2 separate regions of the Mus musculus genome follow, and region 2 is linked to region 1. A link is a contact called in public Hi-C data. All regions are on one chromosome and are shown on one strand. Each heading gives the region's core, a stretch centred on a gene start, on an enhancer-like site or on the middle of the called end of the contact. The rest is flanking DNA. Distances are from core to core; before and after follow the strand shown. Region 1 has its middle 58 kb from the start of Gm40554. Region 2 overlaps Tdp1 (tyrosyl-DNA phosphodiesterase 1).

The links. A called contact is a pair of places that touch in the nucleus more often than the background predicts.
Region 2: a contact with region 1 is called in a Hi-C map of cerebral cortex, with 2.3 times the contacts expected there. The contact joins two enhancer-like sites. A contact is called at or near these places in 3 of 15 datasets of contacts at CTCF or cohesin (large pre-B cells, pro-B cells and stem cell-derived epiblast-like cells), 34 of 484 Hi-C or Micro-C datasets (B cells, CD4 T cells, CD8 T cells and 29 more), 5 of 115 datasets of contacts at active chromatin or transcription factors (SST interneurons, astrocytes, embryonic basal ganglia and 2 more) and 2 of 9 other capture datasets (embryonic stem cells and liver).

The regions. Positions count from the first base shown.
Region 1 is chr12:99,078,871-99,085,621 of GRCm38.p6, reverse strand. No RefSeq gene overlaps it. Among named protein-coding and RNA genes, the nearest start is that of Gm40554, 58 kb to the right of the region's middle. Within about 2 kb of position 1,256, at least 41 of the 459 cell types and tissues checked have an H3K27ac peak or open chromatin away from gene starts, as enhancers often do. A contact at or near this core is called in cerebral cortex and stem cell-derived neural stem cells, where this site is marked.
Region 2 is chr12:99,897,403-99,904,502 of GRCm38.p6, reverse strand. It overlaps Tdp1 (tyrosyl-DNA phosphodiesterase 1), which reads right to left. Exons shown (of 16, transcript NM_028354.5): 5 at 6,143-6,239; 6 at 2,121-2,155. Among named protein-coding and RNA genes, the nearest start is that of Tdp1, 16 kb to the right of the region's middle. Within about 2 kb of position 1,337, at least 83 of the 459 cell types and tissues checked have an H3K27ac peak or open chromatin away from gene starts, as enhancers often do. A contact at or near this core is called in cerebral cortex and stem cell-derived neural stem cells, where this site is marked.

The DNA of each region.
Region 1 (6,751 bases), core at 7-2,506:
TGTCTCCTGGGCGATTCTACAGCCTATCAAGTTGACAGTCGACACTGCCTATCATACCTACGTAACCAAGGATCTTATTACCCGATCAGATGCTGTAGTTAGTTAATTCTGCAATCAGTTATGGTGCGGTACCAGACCAAATAGCTGATCACCTCCCTTGCTCTCTGTTGGACTGTTGGTGTCAGCCAAAGGCCCATGTGTTAAAGGCTTGGTTCCCACCCATTGCACTACTGAGAGGTAGGGACCTGGTGAAGCTATTAGGGGCATGCCCTTGAAGAAGGCATTGGGAATATACTTTCTGCCCTGTTTCCCAGACACGATGAGGTTAACAGGCCTCCTACTTTGTGTACTCCCACCATGATTTTGTCTTACCACAGAACCAACCAGCTATAGACTTGAAACCTTGAAAACTGTGAGCTTTTAAGATAAAGCAATCCGTCTCTTGAATTCATTTACAGTAATGGCATACCATCACAGCCCTGTGCCTCCAAGCACAGTGACTTAACGACCATTCATTTCGCTGAGACCACCATCTTTAGGTAAGAGAACCTGCCCGGGGCACTGATTCAGGGCTCTGTGTTCCTTCTTCTGTCTTGCTGCAGTCACCCCCAAAGTCATTGACTTCCCTTGTTGGTCTTCAAGATCAGAACCAAGTTAAAGGTGTTTCTACTTTCCTACTTCTAAGGATGGAAAGAAGGAATTTGGGGGTTTCTTTTCCTTCTTCTTAGGTGACTGACAACTGGGAGTAAGGTTCTGTGGTGGGATGTCCACAGACCTGGCTGCAGATAGCCGGCATTGGCCGTCAGCTCTGCTCACTGCTGCTGGAGCAAGCATCGACTCTCTCTCTCTCATGCTCCGTACAAAATGGTTTAACTTTGACCTCGCAGGCTGTGGCAGTTTCTAGGAACCCCTGGGAATAAATCCTAACGGCTCTTTTCTCTTACAGCTCTCTTCTTTTCCTTTTAGGAAAAAGGCCTTGTCAGAGGTTTAGCCATTGAAGCTAAGCCCCAGGATTCCTAATCCTTTCAGCCTCAGCTTCCCGACCTCCATGAGGCTCAAGGGCAGGGTCACGAATGTGTCGCAAGGCATAAAGGTGGACACTGCGTCCCAAGACTGGCCATCAAGGGGAGAGTTGAGGTGCCTGCTCTGTACCCCTGGCCTGTCCCTGCCTGGGGCATGCCTAGCCCTGTGTCGTCTGCTGGAGGGCGGTGCGGCAGCGCCACCGTGTGGCCGCGCGACATCAAAGCGCTGCGACTCCACCCGCTGGGGTTGTCGCGCTGCTCAGCCAGGAGCCTAGTTAGGATGCTTGGCTTAGGACATCTCCTCTGGTCCCCATATCGAATTTTTCTTTGCACTGCCCCCTGGTGGAGCTGTTTCTACCCCGAGGTGCAGAGGACTTATGCAAAGGGACAGTTATCATCAGAGGCTGCAGTCTAGCCGTCAACATGTACCCCAATGGTTTGAGCTCTCTGGTCTCAAAAAACGAGGAAAACAAAAAGCAAAAGTCCCCAGAGAGTCTCTCATCATGCCAGATCATGCGTTTTCCCGGAGTCAGGAGATGAGATATAACTCCCAGCCCCTGAGACATGCCCAGACAGACAGACATGGACCGCGTCTGCAGCAAGAACCACTCTTTCTACCTTCGGGATCTTTCGCTAGCCAATGTGTAGCACCCTGATCCAAGCTTGGTGATTCCAGGAATCGCCCCAGGGGGCTCTGCCTCAGCATAAATATTCCCCAGGTTTAGGAGGTCCCTATGTAGGCTGGGTTCTGGATACTAGAAAGGGAGACTTAACATCCCGCACTTCTGTTGCTATGGAAACGCCCCCCTCCCCGCAGGTAGACATATGTTAAACTCCAGCGATAAAAGAGCTATAGGGACCTTTAACTTATAGCGGCAGTGGGGGATGGAGGACTGCTCAAGGTCGCCCAGTTAACAAAGGTAAAAACCCAAGCCATTCTCCATTAGGAGAAGATGAAGCTTTGAGTACTCCTTGCTTCTCCATTCGGAGACATCTTCACAGAGTGAGGAGCTTTAGCCTGAGAAAGGCCCAGGAAAGATGGGGATTTGGAAAGAGAATTCATATCCAATCAGAGAACCTTGATTTTTCTACTTCTCCTTACTCAATCGGTTTCCAGCCTCTTCCTGGTCTGTTTGCAGAATAGGAGCACACCCAGAGCAGTATTATTGGTATCTGTCTGTAACAACGAAAGAAGAGACAGCCCAGTCATAAGGATCTGTCCCTGGTAGGTATATCCTGGGGGTGTTCACAAATAAATCTGGACCTGGTGCAAGTAACAATTTTAAAGCACTTGTCAAGTGTAAAGGAGCTCCAGGAACCAGCACATTCGCTGTTTACAAAATGTTGCAAGCCTTGTGATTAGCATCATTGTTCACGGAAGGAAACTGAAGCACAGTGAAGCATTTCAACTAAAGTCATTCAGAGAGCACCCAGCCTTCTCAAGTCCAGGTGCTCCTTCAGCCACCACGCTGCTGATGAAGAGGGGACACGAAAAGCATCTGTGTGCGCACGGGAGCCTGGGGGCCAGAGCCTGGGGCCCGGAGCCTGGAGAAAACAAAGTGTGCCCCCAACAACAGAGTTTTGCAATTAAAGTCCTGGGATGGTAGAAACAGGTCTCTCTCTCTCTCTCTCTCTCTCTCTCTCTCTCTCTCTCTCTCTCTCTCTCTCTCTCCCCCTCCCTCCCTCCCTCCCTCCCTCCCTCCCTCCCTCCCTCCCTCCCTTCCTTTCTTTATGAGACAGAAAGATGCTAAGATCTTCTTCTTGTGCTTGTCCTTCATCATTCTGTGTGGGAGGAAGATGTTCTCTGCATCTGGGAGAAATATCACCACATCATACACAGAGACCCACATGAACCCTTTGGTACCCTCTTAGACACAGCATCCTCATTCTCTACGGAATTGTACTTCTGTTTGGAGAAGGGATGCTTGCCCCTTTACAGCTTTTTAAAACTGGCAACGACAGATAATACAACAGGTTTTTTATTTTGTTTTTAAAGACAGGGTTCCTCAGGGTAGTCCTGGCTATCCTGGAACTTGCTCTGTGGATCAGGCTGGACTTGAATTTAGAGATTCACCTGCCTCTGCCTCCTGGATACTGGAATTAAAGTAGTATGCCACCACCACCCAGCTTTTTGTTTTGTTTTGTCTTGGTGTGTGTGTGTGGTGTGTGTATGTGTGTGTGTGTGTGTGTGTGTGTGTGTGTGTGTCTGTCTGTCTGTCTGTCCGTGTCTTTGTGTCTGTGCAGCCTATACTTTGGATAGTGGAGTGGCAGATTGTATTTCTAAAAGCAGCTGGCCCAAATGCATTCCATCTCACACTTACGTAACTAAGATCCTCTCTTTGCACATTCCTAAGTAAACTTAGGATCCTTCCTCTATGTCTGCCCCTCCCAAACCTGGGTGAGATTTGTGCCAGTTTCAGTTGGTAGATTGGGACATCACTAAGTGCGCATAACTTTTGAGACAGATCATAAAAACTCCCTGTCCATCTACTCTGCTGTCTCAGGACATTTGCAGCCATGCTTTGAGGTAGTCATTGGTGGCAGGGAAAAAAAATGTGTAAGTGCCCCAGCCTCCAACTTCTTAAATTATAACTGATTTTTTTAAAAAATTTCTTTTTAGAACAGGGTTTGTCTGTGTAGCTCTGGCTATCCTAGAACTATCTCTGTAGACCAGGTTGGCTTTGAACTCAGAAATCCGCCTGTCTCTGCCTCCCAGGTGCCGGGATTAAAAGCGTGCACCACCACTGCCCGCCTGTCCAGTGCTTGATTTTAAAACTTGATTTTTTTAATTGATGATGAATTCCATTAAAAACCATTAAGTGAATCTTGGTTTTGGATAGCACAGGACTTCCAAATCCCAATTTTATTCTGAAATGGCCCTGCACGTCATTGTGTCGTGTGCACTACATATTCATGTGAAGCAGCAGTTGCAGCATTGATAATTTTAAAATCAAAATTTCACTGAACTCTGAGAAGCTTTGAAGAACTATATCCTGCGCTATCAAGATTTCATTCTTTATATAAAAATAACCAAGCATATTCATCTCAGTAGGGTGCAAAATTGCTTTACTGTTTAATAAGTGGCAAAGCTGCACATACGTATCTCTCAAAGCATTGTTTTAAAATGAACCTCTCTGTGGTTTATTGTCAGTAAATGTTTGATTTATGCACCTGTCTTATATAGCTGCACACCTAGGCTGTGTAAAATTATCTTAGGTTAAAAAAAAAAAAAGGTCATAAGTTACTGCTGAATACTTGCGGGGAGGCTAGCTTTTGAGCCACTTCAGCTAATGCTGTTGGGGACGGAGCTGGGCTCTGCCCACATTGAAGGTTCAGGGTCAGAATCATTTATTACCAATGATTTAAGCCACTAAGTTTGGGTGGCTCTAATGACTGTGAACACTTTTATTTTACTGTTATCCTCTGTTCTTCAGTGAAGTTCAGGCACATCCACTTCTAAGCATACGGAAAGATTTCCCCAGGGAGAGCTTTGAGGCAGAATCACTAGACCTAAGTCTCAGTCTCAAGGAGTGGCCCTCCAAGAATGGAGACTACACCTTGAAAATAGACTAAGCAAACCGTACAGTGTCAGCTTCCTAAAATTCTAAGGACACTCATTTAAGAATGGAGTGGTAAGAAGGACTGCTGTGTGATGGGAAAGGACAGATATTCGAACGGAGTGATCATGTTCTTCAAGGGCCAAAAGCCTGAGATTCAGGCTTCTTCTTGGGACAGAATAGCTCCAGCAGCTTCAACTCACAGACAGAGGTACCTTCTGGATATCCTCCTGAGATGCTGTCTATGAATCCCTAGCTGACTAACATCCTGGGCCAGGATCTCTCACTTGGGAAGTGGGCTAACATCAGTGGGGGCATTGGCACCACACATCCTGTTCCCTGTTCCCTTCCCTGCCTCCTATTAGAAAGCCCGGCTGTGTGCTTGTGTGCGAGGGCATTAAAAGGAGAGCCTGCCTTTGCCTGTGTGTGCCGATTCTTCTCTCCAGAGATCAGGCCATGCTGTCTGACTCTGTGTCTGTCTGTCCATGGTGTTAATAAGTTTTCTAGTAAACTTGTTCCCCAGAGATCTGCCTCAGTGTTCTCTTGAACCCCACACAATGAAACAATTCTAATAATTTTATAAGATTTTTTTCATAATTCTACCCATACAGTTGCAGATTAAGTTCTTTGAGATGAAGTTTTTAGTTTCTCTTGAGCCGTTTAGAAAACCAAGTAACATGTTGACTTTAGAGCACAGGCTCACCATATACACTTGACACTTTGAGCAAAAGTCACACGTGGGACTTGAGCTGTCCATTGCCACATTCCTAAGGGTTTGGAGGACACTGAACAGCAAGGCAGATTGATACCAGTACTCAGGTAAGACAAGAAATTGAGACACACATGTTAGGTCACTAGGATACTTGGTTTCAGCTATCCAGCATGACAGGAGGGTTTAAATTAACCAAATGTGTTGTTGAAAGAGAAGGGAGACTGCCATGCCAACATTCTTTCAGAATGTCCTGAGAACAGCTGGCTTGATCCTTCATTGGTGTCTTATGTCACAATGGAGATTGCTCCACACAGTATTGCATGTTCCTCTCTGATGCAACGTGAAAGGAGATATTGGCAAAGTACACCTTGGTACAGCATTCAATGACAATGTCATATACCTCTCCCCAGTAGGGTTCAATAGTCAACCCTGATCTCAGAGAGGCCACATTCAGGCAGGTGAGACGGCTCTGTGGATAAAGACAACTGCCCCTCAGCATTGTGTCATCCAAAGAAACAACTCTTCTCTCAAAGGAATGAGAGACATAGTCTAGTCTACAGGCAACATCATGAGTGGCCATGGCCCAGGAGCCATTTAGATCACCTTCAGTATAACGTTCCAGTGTGGAGTATAATGTTTTAATTGTGGAGTTTTACAGTAACAGAACAAGGAGAGTTATCTAAGTCAAGATAGCTAAACAATTCGTTGTTGGAACTGCCAGAGGGGGGTTGGTACAGAAAGATGGGGGAGTCTTTCCTATTGGCCTCCTCTGCCATCCGATGATGCCCTTAGCTTTTCAGTATATGGAGGCTAGAGCCGTATGATTACTTATCTGCTAACCACAGGAAGTTAGGTAAGACAGAGGTCAGCGTGGGATGGCCACTTAGGGGGCAAAAGCTAGCCTCTAAATCAAAGATAAAGAGTAATTAGACCCTGGACCTACAACACTGCAATTTCTCCAAATCACTACAGTCCTAAGCAATCAGTTGTTGCCCAGATCCTTTCCAGGAATCTTGTTCACATTGGTGACTCGAGTTCAATCCCTGGAATCCACGTGGTGGGTAGACTGCCCCAAGTTCTGCGCCAAACACATTTGTTCTTCTTCTGTTGTTACTACTGTTAATGGAGTGTCCCATGTCCTGTGAATCTAAGATCTCAAGTCAGACAATCTGCTGGCTGAGTGTCTTCCATAAAGTGGGCAGGACTTCCTGTTTTTGTCTTATGGGAATAACTCGGACAGCTGTGAGCCATTTTGCACAAAGGTGAAAGGCTCTACTCTTGGCACCAATGGGTGTATGTGTGGGGCTTGGGAATTCCTTCAGCAAGGCAGGTTCTGATCAGGATTCCTTGCAGGTGGCCAAAGCACATCCTTATGCTGGAAACCCAAATGAGCCATTTTCTGTCTCCAAGCATGGCTCTCTGCAGCAGAGCAAGGGAGTAGTGTCATTCCCTATGAGCAG
Region 2 (7,100 bases), core at 88-2,587, 820 kb before region 1:
CACCCTGGAGATGCTGGACAGACCACATCTGTAGATGGAGTGAAATCCTGACTATTTCTATTGTGCCCTGTGCGTGGTACCCAGCCAATGCCTGGTCAGTACATCGCTCAGGTGTGTGTCACCCCAGAACCTGCCTCACAGTGACTGTTGTCCCTGCTGGCTGGGAGGAGAGTTGTTATCACATCACTGTGAGCTGAGGCTTTCCCCTTCTCTATCTCCCATGCTTCGTGCTCTCACTCAGAGGTGAAAAGCTACAAGGACAAGGATGACCGACTTGAGACTCAGTGACATTACAGGGATTGCTTGGATAATTTTCGGCGAGGTAGGATCTCACGTAGACTGTCCTTGAACTCCTGCTTCTAGCTCGGCCTCCTAATTTTTAAAATAATAAACTAAAATCTCCAGACATGATCTCAATCCTTTACAAGATCCTGATGTTCCAGCAAAAACGTAAACCCTGGATACTCTCTGGCTGGGGAGGGTTCCACTCCACTGACGTCTCTGGATTGTGAGCTATTAGATTTAACCTACAGAATGTGCATGTGTGAGCTGCTCTAAGGAGCAAGGGTTGAACGGGGCCAAGGAAATAATGAATCAACTGTAGCACTGAGCAAACAAGAACAAATTAAAAACTAAGGTTAAAAATGATCTCTAGCCCCATGTTCATCCCCAAGGAACGTAAACTCATTTATCCTAGGTCTCTGCTTTCCGGTGTGTGATATTAAAAGAACCAAATAATTTTGATATGATTAAACAAAGGGGAGCTTCCCCTTTGCTCCTTCCCTGCTGCATTCACAGGGAAGCATCACCAAGCCAGCGTCTGAGGCAGTCTTCTGACCCCGCAAGTCTCTCCCGGGGGTGACAGCATGACCGACAAGCTCTCCATTGCTTGCTAGCCCAGAGGGACATCGGAACTTTTCCCCTGTGAAGCTCATTACACAGCGCAGACCACGTGCTCAGCACAAGAATCGGGCACCAGTGGCCCAACAAATCATACCGGGGCCCAAATGGTGACAGGGCTGGCAGAGGGCCTTCTAGAATCAAGAATGTATTTATCCTGGGGTCTCAGCTAAGGGCGAGAGACAAGGATTTCCTGTGTGGTGCTTTGCATTAAGGCTAAGCTGCCCCCACTGACAGCAATCTGTATTCTGAGCTGAAATTGGCATCTTGTGTGCTCAGAGCTAGAAAATGAGTATTTTATGCATGAGTCAGTACTTGAGTTCACTCTAAATTCTCTTTTGTCCCTTAGTGGACAAAAGCTACCAATTAGGGGTGGCCTGTAGATGTTACCCAGGACAAGTCAGAGAATGGAACTATCACTTCGTGCCTAACTGCTTCCAGTCTGGCTCCTTTTCACAACAGACTGGCAAAAATACTGCTGTATGCACACAGAGAGAAAGGCAGCCACAATACTGTCACTTTCCATCTCAGCTTCAGCAGGAAGCAGCGTCAGGCCAGACCGAGGACGGCCACTACCCCTAGCACACTGCTTCCTCTCTGGGGGCAGCAAGGCCCAAACTTCCACTCCTGGATTAAAAGAGAGAACAGCCATCTTCTGTCACAGTCTTTTGCCAAATCCCCTCAAGAGAAATGTGATTTGTAAAAATATTAAAGTAAAGACAACTGCATTTTGTTGTTTTTTCCACTTGAAAAGCCGAATAACCCTAAAAGTACTTGGTGAGAGGCTATGAAACTAAGTTAAAAATAAATCGAGCTGTCACTGGCTCACGTGAGAGGAAGAGGTGGGCCAATTTCTCCTGAGCCATCTCAGAGGAGTTCACTGGAGCCTTGCAGACTGGCAACTTTCCATAAAATCAGTTTTCCTTTATCAGAGTATGGGGCTGACTAATAATAGACTATTCAATGTAATTCATTCTTGCCAAATGACAGAACTTTTAAAAGCAGGTCTGTCACAAGCCCTGACTTAGCACGCAGAGTTGTCTATGACCACAGAACTACTCTTGAATTCTGTCTGCCAATGGCCTTGGCAGATGTCCTAAGCAATAGGCAGAGGCCTCCGAGGCACAGATCACACGCTTCCATGCTGACAGAGAGCTCCTTGATTATGTCCTTTGACCAATTAAAACCATACCTTCCCCCACTTCATAAAAGTTGCTTACGTGTGGTGTGTTCCAAATGCAATATCCAACTTTGCCTAGGATAGGAAAAAAGTAATTTATTTTAAAAAGTTGCACTTAAATGCTTAATTTTCCTGTCTACCGAAAATTAAATGGGGAAGGGAACAAGGCAACTCTTTAAAAACAAAACAAAACAAAACAAAACAAAACAAAACAAAACAAAACAAAACTGTTTGACTGCCCTCTATTGGACAAACAGAACACAGCTTTTATTACAGTATGCAGCAGGCTCATTTAAAATACTTTGGTTGGGGGCTTGGGGGTGGGGTGGGTGTTACCTAATATGATTTAATACATATTACATTTTTAATTACAGAAGTTATAAGTGGGAAACCTAATCTTTTAGTTGCCAAAAAATATAAATGTGATCCCAAACAAAGTTTTAAATAAGATATTTGGCTCCCAAGAAAGTTAGCATGAACAGAGTTTTAAGAACAGATTTAAACAGCATGGAATTGGTGGCAACATAAAGACATCATGATGCTAAGTTGAAAGAGAAAGTTTCATACAAAGGCAGCAGAAGCTGGAGATAAACACCGCCAAGCCCACCTTGTAATCCAGAATGAGTTTTATAAGTGCCGGTATGTCGAGGGTAAACATTTTATCTAACATCTAGCACAAGAGACCCAAGTCAAGCAGGATATGCCAGAAAGAATGGCTATGGAACAAACAAGTCGCTGAGTGATCAGTTTAGGAATACACTGCCTGGCCTCAAATCCTGCCTCACAATTTGCCTGACTTTGGAAAATAACTTATGTTCTATGACTTTGCTTTTGCCTGATTAAAGTGGGCTATTGTTATGAGATTTAGTTGTTAGGGAGAATGAGAAAATATGCCTAAGTGCTTAGGAAAGAGGTCTTTTGTTGTAAGCAATACATCTATGTAAACAGTGTCCTTTCCCAACCATAGGATGGAAGGATGGGACTGGCTGCCAGGGGAGACATGGACAACTGGACTATGAAGTGGGTAGCAGGCAGTCTGCAGAGGCTCCTAGCAGACCCACGAAGCTTGGGGAAATACATGAGGACCAGCATGCATTTGTGCTGTTTGACTAGAGAAGAAAGTTAGGAACTGTATTTCACATCTGTAAAACTACACAATCATTTTACCAGCTCATTTTTAACTGAGAAAGCACAGTGGCTAGGAGAACTGGCTCCCGAGTTTAGTTGGCTACAAGTTACATGCTTCAGGCCAGACTAAGGCACAAACAACAGGGATAAAAGCAACTTCAGCAGATAATCTTTAGCGCATGCTTCTTTTTGGGCTAATGGACCAACTCTTTCAAACGCTGTACCGATGCCACTAGGAATCCATTTTATACACGAACAAGTTAGATTTAACCAAATGGGAAGTGACAAAGCCAGAATGAACATCATGGAATGAGCCTGTGTGTCATCCCCACCCTCCAACTCACACATCAAAGGGCAGAGCCAAGAGGGTCAGTGTTTAGTGAGACAGACTTGGTGGCGTATGTGGGTCTCCAATACAATCAGAGTCCTCACTGAGACCAGAGTGCTAGTGGACCCTCACTTCTCTACCATGAAGAATACTGGGAGAACACAGCAACCACAAGGCACGAGCAGAGTCTTTACCAAGAACCAGAGTGACCTGTACCGTGACCTGACTCTGGCTTCCTAGATGTCTGTTATTTAAGCTGCCCAGTCTAAAAAAGAAAAAAGTTTTCCATCTATAAATGTTACTACAGTAGCCAAGGCACAGTCATATACCCAGACCTAGAGCTGAGGCAGAACTCAGACAAAGTATTTGAGCCCCTTGTTTCCAGCCCCTTGCACTAAATACACAGCCAACTGATTCCCGGATGACTGCTATTACCAGAAACACTCAATATGGAAAGGCACTTCAGCAGGACAGGACAGGGCCACAGTTCTCCTGCATCTCCCACTGGAGCAGTGGTTCTCAACCTGTGGTTGTAATCCCCTTTTAGAGTTGAACAGGGGTTGGCTAGGATTATCAGAAAACACAGATATTTGCATTATGATTCACAATAGTAGAAAAATTAGTCATGAGGTAGCAACAAAATAAAGTTATGGTTGGGGTCAGCACAGCATGAGGAACTGTATTGAAGGGTTGCAGCATTGGGGAGGTTGAGAACCACTCACTACTCTAGAGTGAGGCACTCAGGTGAAGTGCTTTGTAAAGGTTTTGGGAGCCATGTGTGCTTATGCCCTCTGGTGGCCATCCTGCTCACCGCCCCCCCCCCCCGGCACAAGGCTCTCTTAAACCTGGTACCATTTATTTAATTTATTTAAGACTATTTATTTAATCATGGGCTTTCAGGATTCCTGTCAGTTTACTTTTAGTATGACGGGAAGAACTAACCTCTTCTGTTGGTGCAAATCAAACAGCAGAATTTTAGGCAACCTATACATGAAGGCATAAACACACCTCTACGCGTAAGATGAACTGTAAACACGTTTGATGGAAAAGGATTTTCTCAGCGATACTGAGGGTAGAACTTAGAGCCTTATGGATACTAGGCAAGCACTCTAGCACTGAACTACATCCACAGTCCAGAAGAAAGCATGGTTTGAAGCCACAGTGATATAATCCTCAATGGGATAAATCAGGAAAAAAAAATGCCTCGAGGTGTTTAAAAATCAACCCAATTGTGTTCTCGTTAAAATAAAATCACAGGTTCCATTTAGCTGGAAGGAGAGCAATCAGATGTGAGCTGAAACTCTCACGTCCCGAGTGAGGAAAGGAATCCTACAAGGAAAGGATAGCACGTCTCGACTTTAAGGACAGAAATCCTGCTTTGTATGAAGGGTGGTATATGCAGTCTGCTTGGCAGCTACAGGAGGACCTCTCTCGCCGAGCCTGAAGCCAGGCTGGCAGCCAACCAGCCCCAGAGGTCCTCCCTTCTCCACCCTGCACAGTACTGGGGGGACAGCTGTGCATGCAGCCCCCTGGCTTTTAAAGTGGGTGTGGAGACTAAACTTAGGTTCTCATACTTGTGCAGGAAATATTTTTATGCAGTAAGCCATGTCCCCAGTCATTGAGCCCACTTTACGATAGTGAAAACAAGGAGAGAAAACTGTGTTTCACAATGGCAATCATGCTCATAGAGTCAGGAAATGATGACCGTTCTACCTGTCACTTCACAGGTAGCCTTTCCAAAGAAAGAAAAGCTTTAAAAAAAATCCCCTCAATTCCTTTCCTTCAAATTTTGCCTGCTTGTTGCTCAAAATAACACAGAGATTCTTTCAGACCTAGACTATAAAGTAGCTGCTATAACACGCCCGAGAGTCATCAGACACACTGCAGGCTGACTACCCAGCAGGGGGCAAAACTATGGAACATACAGAGAAACTGGACAATGGCTTCTGTTTTCCCATCTTGCATTCAGCTTTGGTTCCAGTATGTGGCCATTCGATGTTGCTTCACTAGGCTGGATTCATAACAGGCTTTTAAACTATAGGCCTCTCAATTTCTTTGGCTGATGTGAAAAAGAACTTAGGGCAATTAAAGAGTCAGTGGTGGCTGACAGAAGACAGAGGTGTCATGGAAGCAGTCATCGGCTGCATTCAAAGAGATCCGAAGCCACTGGAGTGCATCTAGGAGACCAGCCCCATGCTGAAATCCAAGTTGCACCGGACAAACTAGGCACAAGCAAGCGCCAGCTGGCCCGAGCAGAGATGTCTGTTGCACTGAGCACAAAGGAAGAGAAAGCTTAGCCTGGAGACAGACGAAGGGATCAGGACAGCTGACCTCAACTACAGGAGCCAGTAAGAGAATCGCTCTGTGTGGTTCCAGAGAGTGGGACATTCTGGACCAACATGCAGCAGTCACTAGGAGGGAGACTTCAAGTCAAGATAAAGAAATCAGGGAGTCCCTGCTGGTGGCATGAGTTACTTGAGCCACAATAAGACAAGTTAAAGATAAGGTCCCGGTGGTAAAGCTACAGGGGCGTTGCTGCCCAAGGGCGAGGGTGGACTCGGTTAACCTGCAGACTGAGCATGAGTTCCAGGCACGAGGCAGCTTACCTGGCAGAGGGAAATGTTCGCATAGGGCTTCGCCTGGGCATGTAAGTCTGCCTTGGCTTCCCTCTTATCACCGTGCACAAGCAGGATCGGGTTCTTCCTGAAAAGAGATCAGAAATGTTTAAAATGCACTGGTCACAAAGCTGGCTTCTTGCTTCATTGAGGAATACAAACATCTTATCCGTATTGTTTGTTGCTGGCCTTTGTAGCTAATGGCTGACATCATGCAGTGACTGTCGGGGCTCACTCATTACTTCCCAAGCCTGGTTTGCTGTGATACAGGTGAGCTGTAACCCTACAAAGTTCTTCCTTGTCTCAGAGGAACACATAGCAGGTTCTGTGCAAGTGTTTAAGATGGAGTCAACTAAACACATGGGCGAGTGAGATGGTTCAGTGAGGAAAGGGGCTTGCTGCCAAGGCTAATGACCTTCAGTACGATGCCCTGGAACCAACATGGTGGAAGGAGAGAACCAATGTCTACATGTCCTTTAACCACAGTGCATCTTGGCATGTGTAAACCCACACACAAACACGCTCACACACACAAAATGAATGAATGAATGAATAAATGAATGAATAGAAATTAGTCAAAAAAAAAAAACCCTCAAAACTGACAATGCTTGTTGACAAGATGCTTCCTTTCCCCCGGTCGTAAACCACTAAAAGTTTTACATTTCACCTGCACCTATTCACCGAGCTCCTGTTTCATGCTCTCTGTACCGTGCAAGATCCAGCACACAAGAGCAAATAGGCCAAGCCCTCAGTAGGTGCTGGCTTGCTCACTGGCAGTGAGTCAATGAAGTAGAGCCCTGGGTATTCTGCACTTTTAAATTCTAAAGGCCATAAACATCTTCTTAAGAACACATTAAAAAGACCTTTTCTGTTCATTTACTCTACGATGGGGTCTTGATACATAGTGCAGGCTGGCCTGAACTCGGTGCACTGCCCAGACTAGGCTCAA